Regions from separate parts of the Columba livia genome. Here region 2 is linked to region 1. Evidence: chromatin contacts called from public Hi-C data. All regions are on one chromosome and are shown on one strand. Each heading gives the region's core, a stretch centred on a gene start, on an enhancer-like site or on the middle of the called end of the contact. The rest is flanking DNA. Distances are from core to core; before and after follow the strand shown.

Region 1 (4,111 bases), core at 779-3,278:
TAAAAACTACATAATGTCAGAATCAAAGCAGTCAATGAACAAACTAGTTGCAAAGCTTTATTTGGGAGGTACCTGGGTTTTGAGAACAACTGTGATGTAAGAATATATAGAAAAGAAAGTTCTGGAGCTCATGTCGGTAGCCATGAGCTAAGAAGTACCAAAGTACTACAAAGAAGTGCCAAAGAAGTTGGTAAGAAACCAACTTCTTTTGGTATTTCTGACCAAAGAAGTTGGTAGGAAAAAAGCATTTATCCAGAAATATAAATTCATATGGATGCATCAAAGGCAGTGATGTATATACATTTTGTATATATGTGCTGCATTGTCTGAGATGGCTTGAAGATTCTTTCCTAGCAAGTTTGCTACGAAGACTGCATAGCAATATCCCCCAGCCTTTGGTCTCTAACTTATGTACACAGATATATGGACCATTACTACACTTTTGCATCCCATTCAATGAAATAAAGTGCAAATCGGCATGTCATAAAAAAGCATTGCTCAAATTACAGTAAACCAAAACATAAAGAATAGTGAAAACCTTCTTAGTGCCTATCAGAAAGAGTGGGGTTAATGCAGAAAAAGGCTAACTTCGTTGAATGTACAATGCCATCTACATTGTCTATTAGACTGACCTCTGTTTCTCATTTCTGGACTGAGCAGCAGTACTGCAGTGCCACACCATCGCTGGGCCATCTCCATTTTCTCCAGAAGGTAGGGACAGTTTTTTCCTTCTCATTTTTTGATGGAAAATCTCATTATCTGTGGTAATGAGAAAACTCAGTAGGATGCTGGAACTTAGTATTTTAACTAGCAAATACAAAATAAAAGGATGTGAGAAAAGTACTGGACATCTTTCTCAACATCATACAGCAGCAGGCTCCTGTAAAAGAAAACTAACAACACTACCACTTTTTTTTGGTCACTGTCACGTTTTTCTCAGCTGCTGAAGCAAAGAGACAGAACACTGCCTAAGATTGAGCCCTTTGGTTCCAAGAGAAGAAAAAGGGTTTTGAAAAGGCTCTCAAGAAATATGCTCTTTGAAAAGCAAAAAGTGAAAAGGAGAGAAGATAGCTCATATGGTAGCTGAATCAAAGGTGAAAGGAAGAAAATGCATAATCATTTTTCCCCAGTTCAATGGATATTTTCCCTTGGAGCACCCTCCTCTATTTCTAGTCCCCGTCCTATGCTCCTGCTAAGTCTGACTTGAGTCTTTACAGACAATAACAACCCAAACCTGCTGCTTCCCCGCACAGACTCGGGCTCCATTTACAGCTTAAAATGTTCCAGATCCTTCCATTTCCATCCCCTCCAACGTACTCGTATCCCTTCATGCCCACCTTCCTTGCCTTGAGCCCTGTTCAATTTAACCTCCGACACAAGTTCACACACAGCACCCTTCTGTAGTCCACCTCCAGTGTCCTCCTGCCACACTAAGCTCCTTCAGCTTCTAACCTACCGCTCCTGGGCTAACTAAACCCAAAACAAAACGAGGTGGCCCTTCCCAACTCTAAACTCTGACCGTAGCGCTGCCGAGCCCGCACCGCAGGGCCATCTCACAGTGAGCCACGCTGGATTCCTCACAGGGTTTTGACGCCTCTCCGCTCCCCTCTCGGTTCCGCTCCGCGCAGGGCCTCAACCCTTCCCTCCCCGACTGGAAGCACCCCAGCTCCCTCTCTCCTCACCGAGCCTCGGCCGCCATGTCCCAGCTCTCACTGCCCTGCCTGCCTCCCTCCTCCACTAACCCGCGTCCATCCCAGCGCCCGTTCCTGACCCATCACCTCAGTCCCTGGCACGGCGCGCCCGCCCCCCTTCCCAACCCCGTCGCCCTGGGGCCTGGCCCGGGACGGAGAGGCCGTTCCTCAGCCCTGCCGCCCGCTGGACACCCCCTCACCTGAGCGCTGCTCCCCCGCCGCCACCGCCCGGTCCCTCGCTCACCGCCCCCTGCCCGGTCCCTCTCCCTCCCCGCTGTCAGAGCAGGAGGGGCGGCACCTGCGGGTCCGCCCCATTCTCCTCCCCTCCCCTCCTCCCGCCGGAGAGAGACCGAGACCCGGAGGGAGACGGGGGCACCGGGCGGGACCGCTGAGTGTAGTTGCTCGGTATGAGAGGAGGAAGGGGGAGGAAAATTCAGTAAATTAAAAAAAAAAAAAAGTGAGGGAGGGGTGGAAGGAGAGCGTTTCAACTTCTCCTCTCTGCCCAGCAAGGTAAGGGAAGCGGTGGGGGACGCGGGGCTTTACTTCGCTTTCTCGCCGGTTTCTGGGGAGGGCACAAAGGTAGCGGGTCGGGCTGGTGGCAGCGGGGCCCCGCTCGGTGCCAGTCACCCCGCGGAGCGCAGCACCAGGGGCGGCGGGGAGCTGCGGCCGGTGTCACTGGCGGGCTGCCGGTGCTCTCCCCCGGGTGGGCTCCAGCCCTTTGTTACCGTCGTTTTGGACCGGGGTGGGAAATGACCCCGCGCGGACGGGGCAAGGTGGGGGCGGGAGCGCCCTGGCCGGGCGGCTGCCGGAGTAAAGCTGCCCCTGCGGGCAGGCGGCCGAGAGGCAGCAAAGCCCCGGGGAGCGAGGGGGAGGCGGGCGGGGTGGGCGCGGGGGGTGCAGGTGGCTCTGCTCACCGCCCCGCGCTGCCATGAGATCGGCCGCCGGTAGGGGGCTCGGCTGCCTCGCCCTCCGCGCCCGGGGAGGCTTCGCCAGAGGTGGGGAGCGCTGGGGGTGGGCGGCCTGGGGGGGTTGTTCGGAAGGTGTTTCTGGACCTGTGCAGCTTTGGAGGAGGGGAGGCGCTGGATGCTGTTCCCGGGGGGTCGCTCTGCCCGTGGCGGAGGGGCGGCGGTGTCCCCTGGAGACGCGGCAGCCCAACGGGCAGTAACGGTCGCGCTGAGGGCAGGCGCTGCCGTCGCGGGCCCTGTCACTGGCGGCCTTCGGGTGATTCCTTTTTCCGTGGTGACGAGCGATCGACAGGACTTGTTTGCTGTCGGGAAGTCAAGGTAGAGAGGAGAAAACCGGGTCCGATGAACCGAGCGCCGGCTCTCCGAGGCGGCTGACAGGTTTATGAAGGGCGCCCCGCGGCCCTGGGCAGCGGTGAGGGACCGCCGGGGTTCAGCCCTGCCCTCGGCTTTCCTGAAATCTCCGAAACGTGAAAACTTGGTTTAAACCATATGATTTCGGCCATCCCAGTGGGTGCGTCAAGGGTTGCTGTTTGTTTAGGCCCAAAGACTGCATCCATATTCTGAAACTTAAGAATTATCGATGGTTAGATGTGTTTGAAGTGCAGGAGACCTTTAAGTTATGGTGGAAAAAATATTTCCCGTGTCTGTGGCTGTCAGTGTGATTGTTTTAATTACCCTGAAGATATGACCTTTTTTTTACGTGATTTCATGTGGCTTTCTTTGCATTGGTGACTCTTAAAACTTCTCACAGAATTATGTTTTAAGTAGTATTGAAAGAATATTCCATATTCTTTGTACTTCATTGATACCTTGTTACAAAGAGCTTTTTAAAAGGCTGAAATAAAAGGCTACTGAAGAAGGAAGTACTGTCTTTTATTTCCCAACTTTAGGAATAACTGAAGCATATATATATATATGTGGGTTTTTTTACAATTATTACTGTTGTTTAGCGATGAGAATGAAGTGAGTAGGTAGAAGCTTTCTGCACTGTTAAATACTGTAATGCACACTTAAGTTTGGGGTTTGTTAAGGGGTTTGAAATATGCCCTCTGAAGAAAAATAACGGTGGGTCTTCTATTGATTAACAAACTTAAAACATAAGCAGTAGTGAGATCTAAAAAAATATATTTGAAAGTATTAAACCTTATCCTGAAGAATTTGCTTGTGAGTAGGACAAAAGCACTTATGGGGCTGGTGGATTAACTTTTTAAATACCTCTTTGCAAAGGAGTAAGGATTGTGTGAGGATTCTCATAGCTGTTGAGAAATGTTTATTCCTCATTTTGACACTTGTGGATTTTGAATAGATGCATACTTTTTCTCATGTATGCTCAAGTATTTCCAACAAAATGCTCTAGAAAGTCAAAGAATAATGTTCAGTTTGTGTCTACCCGTTTAAAGGGTTGAACTCCGAAGGTTAAATTATGCATCTGGTAATACAGATAACAAATACAGT
Region 2 (4,111 bases), core at 670-3,169, 55 kb after region 1:
CCCCAAGTTGGAAGGGATCCATAAGGATCATCGAGTCCAACTCCCTGCACCTCACAGGACCACCTAAAGCTAAACCATATGACTAAGAGCATTGTCCAGACACTTCTTGAACTCTGACAGGCTTGGTGCTGTGACCATTTCCATGGGGAACCTGCTCCAGTGATCAGCCACCCTCTCAGTGAAGAATCTTTTCCTAATGTCCAGTCTGAACATCCTCTGATGCAGCTTCATTCCATTTCCTTGTATTCCATCTCTGGTCACCAGAGAGCAGAGATCAGCACCTCCCCTTCTGCTTTTACCCCCTTGCAGAAGGTGTAGCCTGTGATGAGGTCCCCCCTCAACCTTCTCCAAGCTGTGTTTTTCCTGATGTCAGGTCTCCTTAGAGGATGTGCACATGGTATAACTACATGTCTGCATTCTCTCTCCCCTTTCAGATATGTTTAGTGCCTCTGGATTTTTGCAAAGTCACCAGGTAGCAGAATGCATTTGCAGAAGATTTTTATGGTGAGCCTTTCACTGAACCTTGATAGCAGGATCTCCATGCCAATGCATACCATATATTTGGTTGGGTTTTTATGCTGTCCCTCTTAGGCTTGGCTGAGCTGTTTTTCTGGGAGTATTTTCTCTGCCCTTGTCACTGCGAATAATCAGTTAGCTGTGGATGCATATGTTTGTGAAATCCCATCCCTACTGAAGTTAACAGGTTTAGTTGCTATACGTATACATAAAAAAAAGCAAACCGGTAAGGAATGTTGTTGTGTTAAAGGAAGGCCTGTTTCCTCATTGTGTGTCAGGTTTCTGTACTTTGTGCTAGCAATGGGAGATGCACAGAGCACAGCCAGCAAGCTGAAATATTCTCTGTGTGCCACAGCATTCCTCAGAAATTTCTTCTAGCCTATGCATATTTCATAGCAGGGCAGTTTACTGTCTTGTGAAGAAAGAAAAAGACCTGTTTTGGCTTTGAGCATATAGAATTCTTTATTGTATAAGACAAAATTGTGGGAAATTTTCTAGTTTTAGCTCAGATTTTGACCTTTCTTTCCCTAGTGCCTACATATTCCTATGAACTTCTGTATCTCAATTTTGCAGTTTGGTCCTCACGATTACAGTATGACCCAGACCCGTTTCAGGATAAAAATCCTTTCTTAAGCTTCAGGTAAGTAATACAATGCATCTCCTTCCTCTGGTGAGAGTGAGGGAATGAGACATGCGTGAGAGGAGATGGGGACCAGGGAGAGAAAGCGACCTTCTCATGTAGTTACATGAGAATATTTGCAGTCTGTGCATTCTCTTCAGGAGACTTTTAAATACAGATAAAACTAATGAGTCTTCTGTTTGTCAAGCCTAGCAATACGTGTTAAGTCTTCGAACTGAAATCTGTGTTAACAGATTTGAAAATCATTATTAAGCCTTTAAAAAGTCTCAAGGATTCAAAGTCAAAGAGGCTGTTTTTCCTTTTTAAATTGCATTGCGTTCAGGAATGCGTTATTTCAGGACCTTGTTCAAGTCATCTCACTGTCACAGCTTCATTGCTTCAAATGTCACTTCAAGTAGGAGCAGTTTTTATAACTACACAGTAAACTCAAGATGGCTTAATAGAAATGATTTCTTCATGTGTCAAAATGACCCCTTTGTTTCTCGTTTTACTTTTCTGTTGCCTGCAGCTAATCTGCTTTTTGGGTTATCAGATCCAAGCATCTTACAATGCTGACTCTAGCAGCGGCATTCAGCTGGAATGCTGCCTTTTGTTTACCGGTTTCACCAGGCCTCCAGTGCTTTCTTTGGTCATCTGGTGGCTCCACTAATGTGATTTGCACTCCCAGGCTCTGCAGGTAGTCATGGGCTTTTATAAGGGAATTAGAGGAAGGCCTGCCACCCTGGTTGCTAATGAATCCACAGGGTATTTCTTGGTTTGGTTTTGTTTTTCCAGCCTTTTTTTTTTAAATCTGTTTGCAGTTTTGTGGAATTTTACTCTGCTCTGCTCTGACTTCAGTTCCTAAAGTCACTTTACCTGGCTGTGCTGATGTTCATTTTGTTTGAAATAGAAGTAGCAAATCCATTAGATCAGAATGTGCATTCGGGGTTTTCTCAGAATTTGAAAATAAATACAGAAAAATAGATGGCTACACAAATACTTAAAACTTATTTATTACAATAAATAATACACAAAATTTGTTCATGGTACTACTGGATGTGGTAAGAAAAGGCAAACCTCTGCCTTCCTTTGGCAGAGTTCTTTCTATTAAAATAACCAATGTTGGCACACATAAAGAAGTTGAAGTGTTTTGCTAATGAGGCTGCAGTTGGAATAGTAAAATTTTGCAAGCATACAGAAGTAGATGCAAGTTTAAAACCACCGTCAATGCAGTCTTATCATTTTAAGCCAGTGGAGGACATAGTCAAGTGAACACTGCATTACAGATTTTGCAAAAGCAAAGGGTTTTTTTAGTACAAAAAGGATATATATAATCAAAAGAGAATATATGTTGAAAACATCTTGTACTCTTTTTTTTTTTTTTGAAAGCAGAGGAGAATTTCAGACTCTGAGGAGTTAAGTTGGGGAGAATGTCAGATGCTGAGTAAGATGCCATTCCTTCTTATATCCACAACCTCTTATTTAAGTATCTTTGTGGATTTGAGTGAGGGCTAATAGACTGATTAGGGTATTCTTTTTTTCAGATTAACCCTGCAGTTTTGTTAGGACCAGTATTTGGCTTGCACAAAAACAAGCACAATGTCAATGTTTTTAAAGCTTCAAACTAGTCTAATTAAGACTCAACCTACAGTGACAGGTTCTGCATATTTTTATCTCTTCATGAAATGTTCTTTATCTGTTTCTGTTTTAGAAAGGAAGGTACTGAATTGGTGATAAAACAAAAATCTGAAAAGGACTTTGGAAATAAATGGGCCTTTTCCATGCAAAAAATAGATAATATTGAATTTATTTTTATTTACCTCAAGAACAAGTCCGTCTATGAAAGTCTGAAGAATTTAGATTGGTAAGAGTTGTATCCCTGATATGTGATGTATAGGGTTGGGTCTTAAGAGCAGGAGCAAGCTTTAGAAAAACTGAAGTACACAGGCATGTTTCAGTGCCCTCACTTTGTGCCATTCTGCAGTGTTAAAGCTGTAGGATTTATCTGTGATGTCTGGAGGGGGCATATATTTCATTTGTATATCCATGTGTTTGTATTTTTAAAATGCTAATTAAATATTGGGGTATTACTTTATCTTCAAAGAATGTCAGTAATGTTGCTGAGTTGGTGCTCCTTCTCCAGAAAAATCATGTAGAAATTCAGGTGCAGGGTTTTTAACAGTGGATGTATAGAGCAAGAGTATATTGATTGAGTTTTACTAGGCTGACAACAGCATGGAAGGTCCTTGTAACCCTGAAGTTTGTGACCCATGAAATCTCCGTTTTCCTTCTATTGGTAATGTATCTTGAAGTGCAGAGGACTGAAAAATGCATCCTGCACAACCTAACCACTGATTATTTACAAAGGGAAAATTATTTTGGACTTATTGCTAAAAATGTGTTTGATACTAGTCATTAAAAGGGGTAGGTTTAAATTATATCATTTAAACAAATGTTCCCTCAGCACAAATTCACTGAGGCAACAACTGATACTTGCACATATGCATAAGGTCTTCTGTATTTTTATCTGAAATGAGGATTTCGGATGCTTGGCCATTTTGCTGACTCAGCTTCATCGGCTTGGGTGCCTGGAAGCAGAAATCAGATTTTTGCTTTAGAAATTGTACTTGAGTCTGATTGAAGGAGATAAATGATGGTGAGGAATTGGGCAGAGTTATCTCTAAAAATGGTAAATATCCAAGGTTACTGAAAATGAGTCTGTAACACTCACACGCACCAGCAGGCAGATTTTACAGCTCTGTCCAGAGCACAGAAGGAAGATAAATCATGGCCATCCCCCTCTCATTTTTGAAATGGTTCAACCCCGGGGTTTAGCTGAAGGACTTAGAGTTTTTGAAGTGCAAATAGACTGGTGAAGGGTAAACCTTTTCAGTGTTTCATTTAGATGGATCTTTTTTTTTTTCCTATGTGGATTTCTGGCACCAGCTGAGATCTGGAAGGCCACAGGATTTTTTT

The links. A called contact is a pair of places that touch in the nucleus more often than the background predicts.
Region 2: a Hi-C map of liver shows a contact between it and region 1, with 1.9 times the contacts expected there. The contact joins the enhancer-like site here to the promoter of GREB1L in region 1. A contact is called at or near these places in 2 of 2 Hi-C or Micro-C datasets (crop and liver).

What each region holds. Positions count from the first base shown.
Region 1 is chr2:112,553,332-112,557,442 of bColLiv1.pat.W.v2, forward strand. It overlaps GREB1L (GREB1 like retinoic acid receptor coactivator), which reads left to right and starts at 2,029. Exons shown (of 34, transcript XM_065053298.1): 1 at 2,029-2,096. It overlaps LOC102093648 (a long non-coding RNA gene), which reads right to left and starts at 2,016. Exons shown (of 7, transcript XR_010470495.1): 1 at 1,892-2,016; 2 at 633-759.
Region 2 is chr2:112,608,527-112,612,637 of bColLiv1.pat.W.v2, forward strand. All of the region lies in intron 1 of GREB1L (GREB1 like retinoic acid receptor coactivator), which reads left to right. Among named protein-coding and RNA genes, the nearest start is that of GREB1L, 55 kb to the left of the region's middle. Within about 2 kb of position 1,920, at least 1 of the 3 cell types and tissues checked has an H3K27ac peak away from gene starts, as active enhancers do.